Regions from separate parts of the Oryzias latipes genome. Here region 1 is linked to region 2. A link is a contact called in public Hi-C data. All regions are on one chromosome and are shown on one strand. Each heading gives the region's core, a stretch centred on a gene start, on an enhancer-like site or on the middle of the called end of the contact. The rest is flanking DNA. Distances are from core to core; before and after follow the strand shown.

Region 1 (2,786 bases), core at 98-2,597, 41 kb before region 2:
GTTTCCATTGCAGTTGAAGTAGCAGTTGCACTCATTCAGCCAATTTAATGAGTTAACGAGCATGAAGAATCCGTTCCATCTTTCCATTTGTTTTGGATACATGCTGCGTCTCCCAGAGATGATGGCGTGTTTTCCTCCAACAGCCTGCATGTATGGCATTGTATTCGTTTCTCTAGGTTATACTGTGCCAACAGAAACCAGCATGATGTGACTCAAAGATAATTGTCAGTAATTTGGATTTGTTTTCTAACCTGCACCTCGATTACATTCGAGAAACACTTCTGAATGACAAAAGGGATGAGCAGGTGGGCGATGTCAATGCCATCTTCTGTCACCTGTCAATGGGCTTTGAAATGCTCACTTCTTCATTGAATCCATTGATTCTGAGGCACTGGAGCGGACTGGCGGCCCATCCAGGGTGTATCTATTGACTGTATATGCGAACTGGACTGAGTGACCCAAGAGGCCAAATCCTTAAGACTTCTATTGAGAAATAAACAGTTATGAGTCATTCTATTTGTCAGAATAAACATTCTTGCACCTATTTTTTAACATATTCTTACTGATCTTAATATTTTTTAACATTATTTTTTCTGTAGAGCAATTTATTTAAGGTATAAACTGACCAACCAGATGCCAAATTAAAAGTATGTGGTCTCCCGTTAAAAGTTTAAAAGTTTGAATGACATATTCTACAGTGCCGACTTTCAAGTGGTAGGGGTGTGACTGTAGACTTCCAACACACTCCTGATTAGAGAGAGTGGTGGTCATATAAAAACGATGCTCGCACCGAGATGGCCCAATCGCTGCTTACTGACATTGTCTCACTCCACCATGGCAGCGTCCATATTGCAAAAAAAAAAAAAAAAAACAGCGACTGTATTGACTGTACAGTAAATGGTTATACCCCACCCTTACCAAACAGTTGCTGGGATAGGCACCAGCAACGCAGTGATTCTGAAAGACTCTGATAAACAAACACAAATTGAACCCCAAAGGAGCTTCAGGTTTTGAACAAATTCAAGAAAACTGAGTCCCACCTGGACAAAATGAAAAAAAAAGGTAGAAGGATTTAGAGAGGGTATTACTGAAAAGCAAAAAAGAGAAAACTTTGCTGTTTACATTCATGAAGATGAGAAGCCCATTGGAGCAACACTGTTGAGGCCTTGGCCAAGACAAAGAGCAACATTAGAGGCCACGACATGAGAGAAATTTCAGCAATGCTGTCGGACAACCCCACAGGGAATCTGGCAGCAGGAAATAGAGACGCGCAGAGGAAAACTGAGAGGACAGAGTGAGACATCAGCAAAATCAGAAAGACAAGGAGGAATGCAGCTCTTGCTCCAAGGCTGAAACCCCTTGATCCACCAAGTCTGCTCTTCTCCCCGCTCCACTAAACCACAAGCCGGAGGATTCCTCTGGCTGGCTGCCGTGGGGGCCACAGCACTTTAAATGTTTACCCCTTGATTGATGAGGTCTAGACACCGATAACGAGTGATCTGGAAGAACTTTTCGAAATTGCAAAGTAAACAAGAAGAGGACTTACTCAATGTAAACCACAGATTTGTGCCTGATAAATAGATCAGGCATTAAATGGCTGCTTTTACAACAGTTTTCCGGGCAATTGTTACATCCATCAGCTTTAATGTAACTCTGGAAGTTTTCTTCATCCATCACAAAAACCCAAGTGGTCATCCGAGGGGAAAAAAGTAGCAATTATAAACTAACCCCCAAAAAGAACAAACATCTGTTCACTGCAGACTGTTGCTAGTTTGAAATGTCCAATTAGACTGGGAATAACATGGACAGCTCACAAATTTGTTGATATTTTCCTACTTTTAATGTTTCAGCAGAAAATCTCTTATTAATGGCTGCAATCCCATATTGGTAGATGCACATTTTGTAGCTTAGTCTAAGAAAAATCTACATGTATGTATGAACAATAGCCATTAATATTAAATTAAGAGGTAAATATTACAGAAAAGTGAAAAACAATTAAGAAAAATTGCATTTTTTTAGCAGTCCACGTCCATTTTTAGGTTCAATTACAAACACAGGAATACTAATGGATTATCCTTACTACAGTGTGTGGAAATGGAACACAGATGGGATGTATACGCCAGGTTGAAACCCATCCCAAAGTGTACTATTTTGGTTTTTTTCCTTTTTATTTTATAATTCGGGGTTCTTTGTGTTGTCTTGACTTCCTTCTGTGTATTGTACACCCTAAACACACCTGCTTTTCAAAGTGTGGAAACATTGTCCTCTGATCTGACTGCTAAACAAAGTTGGTGAAGATTGATTGCTTCATTTCAAGTTATTTAAAAAATATAAGGAAAAGCAAAATGATACAAAATTGCCACGTTGCCTGGAGTGTACCTCTGGCAACATGGCTGGAAAAAAAAAAGAAAAGTGAATGTTTTTTGGGTCTATCTTTAAGTCGATCTTTTTGACAATCTAAAATGAACAATCAAACTGTAATTCTGTAGAGGTTTGAGCTGTAATAAAATAAAAACAGTCTCATAAAAAAAACATACACTTAGTGACCAAATGCAGTGCAGCAATAAAAACTGCTGGTCTGCTTGTTCATACACCTTCCAATAACCATTAGAAAAAAAAAAGCCACTGGTATAAATGTTAAATTAGCATTAAGGGAGGTCTGCAACAACTAACACAATGTGTTTTTTTACCTCATCAATAAAAATGTGCCAACAGATGTGTAGCACGGATGCATACTTTTATAACACTCATCCCAACATACATTAAATAAATCACTTTTAAAAAGA
Region 2 (2,700 bases), core at 172-2,671:
TAACGAGAAAGGACAGGTAAGGATTCTGATAGATAAACAAAATCAGGAAGACATTTTATTAAAGGTACAACTGTTTAGGACTTTTTTTTTGTGAAAAGCAAGGAAATGAGTCTGAGGTGATTTGGACAGAGAGGGATATTGGTAAACAGAAGATTAGATTAGATTATAACTGCCAAGCAAAGGAAGACTAAAGAAATGCTCAAAGAGTGTCATGGATGTGGTTTAGGAGGACATAAATGAATATTTTTTCTTTCATCCATCTTCCAAACTCACTGAATCCCTTTTGGGGCATCAGGGTTGCTGGAGCCTATCACAGCTCCTGTTGGGTGGAAACACCGTGGACAGGTCATCGGCCTGTTGCAAGGGCCACACACTCACTTAGGGACAATTTACAGTCACCAATGAAGCCATGACGCCTGATTTTGGACTGTGGGAGGAAACGGGTGAGTCTGGACAAAAACCCCACAGGCACATGGAGAAGATGTACGCATGACATAGAAAAGACTTTGAACCTTCTAGATGTGAGGTGAGAGCGCCAACCACTACACCAGCATGCAGCTGATGAAAAGTGATGCATGGTAAAACGTGTAGAGGATAAGGACGATGCAGATGGATGGATGGATGGATGAATTAATAAAATAAATAAATAAAATAAAATAAAATAGACCTTTAATGCAGTCTTGGCTACACCAAGTCTCTATGCATTTTAAGCGTTTCCATTCCCTAAATGAAATGGAATTAGAAGGAATAGACGGATATTTACGGACACACTATGCAGCAATAAGGCTTGTGACGACTATGACAGATATAAATGCGTGTATTATACAATTCCAGACACAGCCACAGGGATCGTCTTCCTTACAGTTGTCACTCATTTTGTTAAAGCAGTTTATTAAAATGACAAAATAAGCATAGAGAAAAGAAAACCGGATCGGATCATATCATATTTCGATATGTCACAATCTCGAGACTCAAGGAGGGACAGTGGCGTATTTACATAGTATAGGTTCACTAACAGGCATTTACCGATGGTTTATTTTTAAAACGCTAACAATATGTGCATAATTAGTGCAGCTGTTTCAGTTGTCAACTTTGCATTAAATGATGACTATTATTAGGTTTTACTGCTTTTGTACTTGTCAAGAGTAGACCAACATGAAGGCAGCTCTAGGTAGGTTAGCATGTGAGCGGGCTAAGTTATTTCAACAACATCGCGAGAACAGCTGAGTCATGGCAGACAGCGGTGCTTAAAATCCTTGTTCGCGTGGCTTTCGGGTCGTTTCCTTACCTGTCACCTCGGCGAATAAACAACAGACTCTTGCTTTGGTCCATCAGAAAATAGCGTTCCACTCAACGTTACGAAGTGGCGTTTGGCGCGTAGTTATGACGTCATTGCGTTGTGTTTTCTGCAGCCAATAAGGGTTAGGTTCCTTGACGGGGTGACCAATAGGTGACATGCATGCGGTCTCCCCGCGTGTGTCAGCCGCTGTTTGGTGACTGTCGTGTGTTTATGTTGTGGTGGCAACAAAAAAGTCAGACTTTATCTGCTTTTTGCTGCAAAAAAGCTTCAAACCCCTGTCTGATCACGTGTTGACGTAGACTCTTCCTCCACTGTTAGCAGAGGAGGTAACTGTTTTTGTTTTTTTGTTGTTGTTTTTTGGCCCAGATGGACCCTGGTCTGATCTAACCTTTTTATGTGAGAGGACCCTGTCCTGTGTAGCTGCCTTAGGGAGGAAAATGAAGACAGTCCGGAAACGAAACCCCACGTTGGTCTGGCAAGTGTCTTGGAACATTTTCCTTATTTGTAGAAACAGACTGGCACCATAGCTCGAGAAATGATGAGTCCACAAAGCAGCAGGTGATTTCTAACCCTGCTTGCCAAGATCTGGAGGCTGATGGCGAGGCAGATCTCATGCAGCCCTGAAACCTGGCAAGAGCAGGCCAGCCTCTGCTAGAGCTGGGGGGGGCCTGTCAGATGTCATTTCAAACGAACAACTTTGCCTCTCCTTATTAAAAAGGATTCCTTTTAGGTATACTTAGTCTATGCTAAAAGTCAGGCAGTACACTTGAAGTTTGCTTTGATATTCTACCTAGATATTGTCAACTTAAAATGTTCCAGGTTAGTCTGAAGAAGAATGCCGTTAGTCTACTTCCTACACTACACGTACACGGGCTACAATACTTACACTGAAGTCAACTGAATAACATAAACTTGAAGTGTACTTATAGGTTATCCTTATCTCAGTTCTTTGCTGTCACACATGACCTGCAAACCTGCGTTTCTAAGGCTCTACCTTTACTCTTCCTTTCCATGAAAGCAGGATGTTCGTGAATAAATCAGGAAAAAAATTCAGCTTTTGTATTTTTGAAATATTTTTATTGATTAGGTTCATGACACTTCTAACTTTAATGTCTGCAGCTATTATAGCAAATAAGTCATTTTTGCATTTCTCCTCCTTCACCTGTGTTTGGTTTAAATGACATGCACTGAAATATGTTTTAATTCTAAGTATCAAAGTATAAAATCTGAACTGATTGAGTGGAGCTGTAGACTGCTTTATTAGTTAATCGGCTCAGGCTTGCCCTTGAATTCTTGAAAAAGTGAGTCCTCTCCCTTTTCACACTCCTCAGGTGACTCTCCAAAAGCAAACAGCTGGTAGATAATAGCCATCTCTTTCAAATGTGCAGCTGAAACACACT

What was found. A called contact is a pair of places that touch in the nucleus more often than the background predicts.
Region 1: a Hi-C map of embryo shows a contact between it and region 2, with 2.0 times the contacts expected there. The contact joins the enhancer-like site here to the promoter of LOC101156411 in region 2. A contact is called at or near these places in 4 of 5 Hi-C or Micro-C datasets (embryo and gastrula embryo).

What each region holds. Positions count from the first base shown.
Region 1 is chr7:26,229,717-26,232,502 of ASM223467v1, reverse strand. The region is part of intron 6 of LOC101156411 (SPRY domain-containing protein 3); the gene reads right to left. Among protein-coding and RNA genes, the nearest start is that of LOC101156411, 41 kb to the right of the region's middle. Within about 2 kb of position 1,347, at least 3 of the 8 cell types and tissues checked have an H3K27ac peak or open chromatin away from gene starts, as enhancers often do. A contact at or near this core is called in embryo, where this site is marked.
Region 2 is chr7:26,189,042-26,191,741 of ASM223467v1, reverse strand. LOC101156411 (SPRY domain-containing protein 3) reads right to left here and starts at 1,421. Exons shown (of 10, transcript XM_023956949.1): 1 at 1,289-1,421.